Regions from separate parts of the Mus musculus genome. Here region 1 is linked to region 2. The links are chromatin contacts, called in public HiChIP or PLAC-seq maps. All regions are on one chromosome and are shown on one strand. Each heading gives the region's core, a stretch centred on a gene start, on an enhancer-like site or on the middle of the called end of the contact. The rest is flanking DNA. Distances are from core to core; before and after follow the strand shown.

What was found. HiChIP or PLAC-seq counts read pairs in DNA pulled down with a chosen protein or histone mark.
Region 1: an H3K27ac HiChIP or PLAC-seq map of large pre-B cells shows a contact between it and region 2, with 2.7 times the contacts expected there. The contact joins two enhancer-like sites.

What each region holds. Positions count from the first base shown.
Region 1 is chr8:117,049,076-117,053,730 of GRCm38.p6, reverse strand. It overlaps Pkd1l2 (polycystic kidney disease 1 like 2), which reads left to right. Exons shown (of 43, transcript NM_029686.4): 15 at 1,943-2,088; 16 at 2,510-2,701; 17 at 3,693-3,824. Among named protein-coding and RNA genes, the nearest start is that of Gm15395, 19 kb to the right of the region's middle. Within about 2 kb of position 2,225, at least 40 of the 459 cell types and tissues checked have an H3K27ac peak or open chromatin away from gene starts, as enhancers often do.
Region 2 is chr8:116,475,260-116,479,912 of GRCm38.p6, reverse strand. No RefSeq gene overlaps it. Among named protein-coding and RNA genes, the nearest start is that of Dynlrb2, 27 kb to the left of the region's middle. Within about 2 kb of position 1,407, at least 21 of the 459 cell types and tissues checked have an H3K27ac peak or open chromatin away from gene starts, as enhancers often do.

The sequences.
Region 1 (4,655 bases), core at 976-3,475, 570 kb before region 2:
ACACACGGCAAGTAGGCTTCATTTCCAAACACCTCCCCTCTGCACCCAAAGGGAGAGGCCAGTTTCCCCTTTGTCCCCATCTCCCGGGGCTCAGCAAGAAGGCAGGAGGTGTGGCCACACACACAACATTGACTGTTCACTTGCAAGCCAATAGCTTCACAGTTGTCTGAGCACTACACAATGACTAGAGGCTCCTGTGATGTGTGAGGCTCCTTTAAGGAAAAAAGATACTCATTTGCTCACTCATGTTTATAACAGACAGGTGCCCGATGTCAGGCTTTGTTCTGGGTGCTAGGTATGCGGCAGTGAGCACCACAGAGGAAATCGCTACCTTCACAATCTTTAACATCTAAGAGCAGAGACAACTGGTAAACCAAGACATGTCCCACAGGGGGGCACTGTTGAGCATAGCAACTGGGAGCATCTCTGCAGGTGCTGTGAGGCTGGGGTGAAGGGCGGGAGAATAGTGCCTGTCTGGACTCTTTCGTGTGTGAGGCACCAGATTCCATTACCATCACTGTTAAAACAAATCCCCAAACTAATGTGGACGCCAGGGGTGCTAGCTCATGTCGACAGTCCCCACACTTGAAAGGCTGGGGCAGGAGGATTGCCTTGAGCTCAAGATCAGCCTGGGCTCCATGGTGAGTTCTAGACCAGCCTGAACTACAGAGTGAGACGTTGTCTCAGAAAAACAAACAAGGGCTGGCGAGATGGCTCAGCGGGTAAGAGCACTGACTGCTCTTCCAGAGGTCCTGAGTTCAAATCCCAGCAACCACATCGTGGCTCACAACCATCCGTAATGAGATCTGACACCCTCTGAAGACAACTACAGTGTACTTATGTATAATAATAAATAAATCTTTAAAAAAAAGAAAAAGAAAAACAAACAAACAACAACAAAAACAAAACCAACAAAATCCCAAGTGAATACCAATAAACAAAAATCCCCCAATGGGCTGACTAGATAGCTCAGTAGGTATAGGTACTTGCTGCTCTGGCCTGGGACCTGAGTTTCATCCTCAGACCCACATAAAGGTGTTAGGAGAAAACCAACACCACAAAGATGCTATCTGCTATCCTCTGCACTCCATATGTGTGCTGCGGCATGTGGGTATCCGCCTCCTCTCTCTGTCTCTCTCTCTGTCTCTGTCACACACACACACACACACACACACACACACACACAGAGAGAGAGAGAGAGAGAGAGAGAGAGAGAGAGAGAGAGAGAAACCCAGCTAGCTCGTGTTGCTGGTTCCTGGAGAGGTGTGGCTCTGGTCTGAGTGGAGTCTAGAAGGCTGATTCTCTTCCTCTTGCTATTCCTTTCTCTCCATCCACTCCCCAACTTCCTTTTGTTCATGTCGTAATTTGTTTTACCACATTAAAAAAAAAACAATAACTAATAACTAACTAACTAACTAAACTAACTGCCAAAACAAACCACCTCCAGGCTGGAGAGATGGCTCAGCAGTTAAGAGCACTTGTTGCTCTTCCAGTGGATCCAGGTTCCATTCCCGTGCTGGGAATGGTGGCTCCCAACGTCTGGAGCTCCTGGTCCAGAAGATCGAACGTCCTCTTTGGCCCCTAAGGCACCAGGCATGCACACGGTGCACAGATATACATGTGGGCAAAACACCTATATACATAAAATAGGAATAAATCTAATTTTTTAAAAAAAAGTTTAAAAACCAAACCAAGGCAACAAAAAATAACAAATAAAACCCCCAAAATCAGAAACCCACTTATGAGTGGGGAGACGATTCCTCGACTTTTCACACACTTAGGGAAATGTTTCTAAAGGTGTAGCAATCTATATGGCTGCCTTCTAACCAGCCCAGTGACCTTCCAGAGTGGCTGTCACACCTTCAATAGCTGGGACTTCTCTGTCCCTGTGGCCAGGGGTTTGGCTCTGCCCTCCTAATCACTCCATTTCTGTTTTTGCCAGGTTTCTGCCTCCACTGTGGCCCCGAACCAGCCCTCCCTGCTGTGTACCTACCACTTGGAGAAGAAAAGGATGGCTTTGTCCTGCCAGTGGTCATCTCTGTTACCAATCGGGCAGGGGACATAGAGCAGACCCAAGTGGCAGTTAAGGTAGGTGGTGGTTGATGGATCGGGTTTCTTTACCGGGAAATGTCTCCACCCCGCTGAACTGCTGCGACTACAGGGCATGCCGAGGCAGCTGAGGGCACGGGTGAGCAGCCATGATCAGCCAGCAGAACTCTGGGCAGAGCCTGGAGAGATCTCAAAAGGAGTTCATGGCTCAGAGGCTCAGAAGCAGGTGTGGGTGTGGGTGGATGGGACGAAGGAAGCAGCTAGAGGTGGAGTGTGAGCTTGCACAAGATGTGGTGGTGGAAGCCATCACTTGCCTGATACAAACGTGTCTGGGTGCCCTCCAGCCTCAGGAAGTGCAAGAGCTCCTCTACCAGGCCTGCTCTGCTCCCAGACCCATGGCTTTAGGGGCCAGCATCTTGAACAAAAAGACCACTGATCCCGTTTCTGGTTCCCCTGTCAGGTGGGACACAGTTACACGGGTGTTGAAGATGTGACATTCCAGGAGATGGTGTCAGAGAGAATCGCCACAGCTCTGCACCAAGAGAGTGGCCGTGAACAGCTTCTCCTGTTTGCCAAGGCTGTGTCCTCTGAACTCAACTCGGAGGTCCAGAGCCCAGGCTCTGGGCAACTTGGAATGGACATCAAGCGGAAGGTACATGAAATGGGTCCTTTAAAGTCTGCATGTGACTTCTCGGGGTGGGAATGGAGCTCGTGAGTCAGAGAAGCCTTGAGTGCCCCTCCCACAGTGGTCATGGTCACTTCCTGCTTTTGTTCTTCCACTGAGTGACATAAAAAAAAATGAAGGAAATGTCTTCTTTATTGGTAACCCGCTTTCTCCGCTCAACTCCATGGAGTCACGGTCTTCTGGAATCCAAAAGAGAGGTTGTGAGCCTCACTCTGGCAGAGAACCTTCTGGAGACTGTAGGGAAGAATCGAATCTACTCCTTTTTCTAGCTTCTAGAGGTCATCACCAGTCTTGGGATCCTAATCCCCTTTTCCATGTTGTGTGTGTGTGTGTGTGTGTGTGTGTGTGTGTGTGTGTGTGTGTGTGTGTGTATGTGTGTGTGTGTGTGTGTGTGTGTGCATGTGCACATGTGTGCGTGTCTCTGTATGTGCATGTGTGTGTGTGCCCGTGTGTGTACACATACGTGTGTATGTCTGTGTGCTCTAGAGGATCAAACATAGGTCTTCATTTTTCTATACCAAGTACTTTACTAATTGAGCTATGACCCCAGCACCTCCTTACCACATTTTTGAACCCTCTCTCTTTTCTCACCTCTGAATACATCCCTCATCTCCTTCCCCAATGTTCCTGCCTCTCTTATGGAGACCCTTGCGATTACACCGTCCCCACCTGTAGCTGCCGAAAGAGCTCCCCATTTGAAGGTGCTAACCTGAACTGTATCTTCAGGATGCTTTTGCCAAAGCACCTTTTCTTTTTTTTTTTCCTGTGGGGCACCATGGTCACTGGTTTCAAAGGTGCAGATGTGGGTTTCTTTTGGCTGGTGTTCCCTCTGCCATACATGCAGGTCTACAGAGCCGGATGAGCCGTGTCATTCCTAGGATCCCCGAATTCTCTTGAGATGCCTTCACAGTGCCTTTGAGGTACAGCTCATCTCCTGGCCTTTCTCCCTCTGTCCAAGGTCAGAGAGCTTATGCTGCGATCACTGTCCGTGGTCACCACCGGCCTGCAGAACATGCAGAGGGTCCAGGCTTTGGCTGAGGTGCTGAGGGAGGTGACTCAGCGTGCTGAGGAGCTCACACCTGCGGCCCAGGTGAGACTTTCCACTGGCTGAGCCAGGCTATGTACAGCACACATCCCTCCATGGTGTGGGGGTGGCAACTCATTAGAGGATAGATCAAAGAAGTCTCTCAATTATGGCACTGTCCTGGGGCTACGAGACGTTTGCCATCTTCTTCCTAAGGGTACTTCATGGGTGGTTCAAGGGAAGGCGGTTCATGGCAGGCCCAGGTGCCTCGCACTGGGCTTATGGTCTGAATGTTTACTGCCCACTAGTGGATACCAACGGGAATACCTGGATCCTATTCATCCTGGGTCCCAAGTATGTGTCCAGATATTGCTGCAGACCCACTGTGTGTCAACCTAACATGCAGCTGCTGGCTCCTGCCTTTCTAGCCTGGGGTCTCTGTGGCCCTCAGAGCTCCCCTATCTGATCACATGGCAGGGGATTCGCACAGTGCTCAGCGACTGGTGAGGGTGGGGCACAAGTACCTCAGCTCCTGGACACTCTTGGTGGGTAAGTCCTGAGCGGGACTGAGTCCCGGATTAAATCTCAATAGGCTTGATAGCACCTTCTGCATTGACCTCTGATCCTTCCCATCATCTCCACTTCCTCATTTCTCTAAAATAATGTTCCCTGGGATCACCTTCAAATCAATGGCTTACACGCAAACTTTTGCTTCAGGATCATCCTCCTGAAGACTCATAGCCAAGTACCAGACCAGAGTCAAAAATGAAGCCATAAAGCCAGAGTGGGCACCCTGATCCTTCCCAGCTGTTCTGCCAGGGGGCTGCCATCACAGAACTCCCAGCATGAAGCCAGAAAGGCTGGAACTATTCCAGGGCCATGTGCTGTTGATGTGAC
Region 2 (4,653 bases), core at 158-2,657:
CCCACTCCCTGCCCTGGCATTCCTCTACACTGGGGCATCTAGCCTCCTCCCGTTGATGTCTGTCAAGGCCATCCTCTGCTACATATGTGGCTGGAGCCATGGGTCCCTCCATGTGTACTTTTTGGTTGGTGGTTTAGTCCCTGGTAACTCTGGAGATACTGGTTAGTTCATATTATTGTTCCTCCTATGGGGCTGCAAACTCCTTCAGCTCCTCAGGTCCTTTCTCTAGCTCCTCCATTGGGGACCCTGTGCTCAGTCCAATGGTTGGCTGAGAACATCCACCTCTATAGTTGTCAGGCACTGGCAGAGCCTCTCAGGAGACAGCTATATCAGGCTCCTGTCAGCAAGCACTTGTTGGCATCCACAATAGTGTCTGGGTTTGGTAACTGCATATGGGATGGATCCCAGGGAAATGCAGATCGAAACAACCCTGAGATTCCACCTCACACCAGTCAGAATGGCTAAGATAAAAAAGTCAGGTAATAGCAGATGCTGGTGAGGATATGGAGAAAGAGGAACACTCCTCCATTGTTGGTGGGACTGCAAGCTGGTACAACCACTCTTGAAGTCAGTTCTGTGGTTCCTCAGAAAATTGGACATGGTACTACCGGAGGACCCAGCTGTACCCAGAAGGTGTTCCAACATGTAATAAGGACACATGCTCCACTATGTTCATAGCAGCCTTATTTATAATAACCAAAAGCTGGAAAGAAGCCAGATGTCCCTCAACAGAGGAATGGATACAGAAAATATGGTACATTCACACAATGGAGTACTACGCAACTATTAAAAACAATGACTTCATGAAATTCTTAAGCAAATGGATGGATCTGGAAGATATTAACCTGAGTGAGGTAACCCAACCACAAAAGAACACACATGGTATGCACTCACTGATAAGTGGATATTATCTCAGAATCTTAGAATACCCAAGATCATTTTTTTAAAAAAATTATGTTTATGACAGCCTGCTTATAGGATTGTATCCATGGTGCAGTACTCACAGGGGCCAAAAGGGGGCAGTGAATCCCCTGTAGTTGATGGCCCTGATGTGTGTGCTGGGCACTGAACATAGGTCTTGCAGAAAAACAGGAAGTGTGCCTCAGTCCTGAACCATCTCTCTAGTTCATGAGCCTGGCTTCTAAGTGGGGATTGAACTGGGGTTCTCATGCTGGTGTGATAGGCACTTGACTGCATGAATCCCTCTTAGATGATTTTCAAAGCATCCTGGGTAAATATCCTGGTGGCCAACCGGTTCTTCTTCATTGTGCGAGAGAGGCCAGGCAACTGGATGGAGAATGCACCATCAAAGAGCAAGCAGTTCTTTTCCTTGGAAGAGGAGGCACCTTGGGAGGGCATCTTTTTGTTTTAAGGTGGTGGCCATCGTACTCCAGCCTGGAAGCTCTAGAATGGTGCGGTTATGGAAGTGCACAGCCCACACTCTCCGTTTGCACAAACGTCTGTGTCCATGGAGTAGAGATGTATGATCGCAGAGGACTTTTTGGTGGTTGTGGTTCTTGCTTTATCTAGACCTCTCATCCCTAAATCTTGAACAAAGATTCATGGTTGTCAAAAATCCTAACCTTCCTTGAGCCTAGGAAAAAGAACCGCAACATTAATTTAAGAACAAATAGATGGGGCATGCCCATTGTTGCATAAATGGGAAATACGACGAAACTAAGAGAGAAGACAGGAAACCAGAAAGTTCCCCAAGAGATAGGGTGTGGCCATCTGTCGATCAGCTGGACTGGGAAATGCCAGGCGTCCCACAGGAAACCTGGTCTCACCGGAAGCTGATGCTGGCCTCGTGGTTCACTGGCAGCTCTGTGTTTATCTAAAAAATCTAAGCTCAGGCTGCCTTTTATGATCATACACGAGGTGGTGTTGCATGCTGAGCTTTGAGAAGAACTGGATTTTCAGTGGTGTTTTCACCCTTGGGACTAGGTGCTGAGAGCTCCGTGCTGTGTATTAATGAGAACTTTCATGCCTTGCTTTGGGTGGTATTGGAATTTGTGTGTGTGTGTGTGTGTGTGTGTGTGTGTGTGTGTGTGTGTTAGATGAGCTACAGCCAATGTGTACTCCGTTATTTATCACTTCCCACCTGAGACCTAGGCTGAAGTGAAGGAATCCAAATATCCACCTTTACCAACTCACTGTTTTTGCTTCTGCTCACCAAGTCCCCTGGCACTCACTAAGGGTTCCAGGATTCTTTCTAAGAGACATTTTGGAAGTGAAATTAGGCTAAAATTCCTACTTTAAATGATCAGCTCCATGTATTATGGACCTGGAGATCTCAGAGTACATACCTTGCTTCACAAACACAGTGGCTATTTATATGAGTACACTGTTGCTGTCTTCAGACACACCAGAAGAGGGCATCGGACCCCATTACAGATGGTTGTGAGCCATCATGTGGTTGCTGGGAATTGAACTCCGGACCTCTGGAGAGCAGTCAGTGCTCTTAACCACTGAGCCATCTCTCCAGTCCAGGCAAACTCTTATGACTCTTCAAAACCATACCCAACTGCCACTCCCTTGTTTGTCCCCCCGAACTTCCCAATAAATCTACCCACATCTCTGTCCTGCCATTGTCCCTTCAATGGATCTCTGTAAATGCATTCTCAATGGGCTGTTGTCAGGGGGTCAAAAAGATTGGCCAAGGGGGAGATAAAAATCCTTTTATGTATGAAGCATAAATATATGTGTGGTATGTAAACATAGAGACTTAAAATTTGTGATGTAAGGGTTGGGGATTTCACCCAATGGTAGAGCGCTTGCCTAGCAAGCGCAAGGCCCTGGGTTCGGTCCTCAGCTCTGAAAAAAAATTTGTGATGTAAATAGATTAGAGAAAATACATCTTAAAATGCTCTGTTCTAGAATTAGTGGGTTTTTTTTGTTTGTTTTTTTTTTTTGTTTTCCCATTGCTGTGGTAAAAGAGCATGTTTGAGGCAATGTATAGAAAGGATTTATTTGGGCTTCTCGTTCTGGAGAGAGAGTCTGCCACATTGATACAACATTCGGGGGTCAAGAGTGGAAGTTGGGAGGCTGGGTGCTTTACTGAACTCACGAAGCAGAGGGACGAAACCAGAAGTGAGGTAAGGCTATGAACTCTCAAAGCCACCCCCCCCCCATCTATCTCCTCACCATGTCCTTCATAAATAGCATCACCAACTGCGGACCAAGTATTGAAATGTCTAACCTGTCAGGGACGTCTCATTAAACCACCACGGATGTCTATAACCAAAAAGGGGAGAGAAATATGGTTTGATTATAATCCTGTCTCCTGTATAATAACACTTACTCTGTATTAGTCTGTGTCTCTCTTAGTAGGTGGGAAGCCAAGATTTTGAAGCTCTGCTCCCTAGAAGGATACCCAGCAGGTCTTCTCAAGCACTAATTTCCTTGAGGGATCATATAACTGATGCCTGCTTATCCCTAAACACAATTGTGTCATGCCAGAACCTTCTGCCAAAATGCATCCTAATATTATAAAAACTAACTCCAGAACTCCTGCTTTGTGACTCTGGAGTAGGAGCTGGCCATGTGTATGCTAAAATGTTTCCGGGCTGTAGAGACATCTGGACTGTTAAAAGTATTAACCCTTTTCCCAAGCAACCCAAGTTCAGCTCCCAGCACCCACTTAAGGAGGCTCACCACCATCTGAAATACCAGCGCTAGGGACTTGTGCCTCTTCTGCCTCTACAGGCAGATGCACATAGCAGACTCACATGTACAGATCCATAAATGAAAGCAAATCTTTGAGAGATGTTTCTCAGGTGATTTGGAGTCATTGCTTCAGCAGGAGATTCACTTTCCTTTGGCAAATGTCCCTGTGTATGAAGACAAAAGGCCCATCTGTCCTGGCTGGAACTCAGAGCGTTGGTCTTCACTCAGCTCTTCATCCTCTGAGAGAACCTGTGCACAGGTCAGATCATTTCCAGAAAGGCTCAGTGCCTCAGATGTGTCTGTTGGTGACAGTGTTAGTCAGGAAGGTTATTTGAATGTGGCAGGTGGTGTGGTCCAGAGAAGCCTTGGGAAGGCGTTCTCAGGCAAAACAAACAGATACGAAGGATTAGATGGTCTGGAGACTAAGGGAATGCTTGCATGTTGGTTCTTGGAGACATAGAAGGGCGAAGGCTAGCCGCATGATCCAAACTCCCTAGTTTTATCCTAGAAGAAAAAAAAATCATCCTTTCAGTGATTGAATGGCATGGTGAGAAGCACAATTAATGAATTGGTGGAAAAATAGATGCATGGGAAAGAACCAATAGCTTGATAAAATCTCCTCAAACTACCAGAGTAATGGGATCATTCCTAACAGCAGCCAGGGGTTCATGTGTGCTCTATAGTAGGTTTAGTCGATTATACTGTTACCAAGGCTCCTTAAGTCTTCCTACCCCAACTTTTCTACATGGCACCCACTCCTCTCAGTTGTAAGATGTTTATTCTTCTTGTTTATTGGTGAGCTGTCCTTCTGTCGAGCCTTATTTGGCCAAAATACCATGATCCAACCAGCCCAGGCAAGACTTACTTGTGGGTCAGGCTATCAGATGTTCTTGTGATAGACGGAGATTGCCGTTGGCTGGGTGGTTTCTTAGCAAGACAAACTCCTGTCCCATTTTCATTTCTGTTGCAGTGAGAAAATACTGCGGC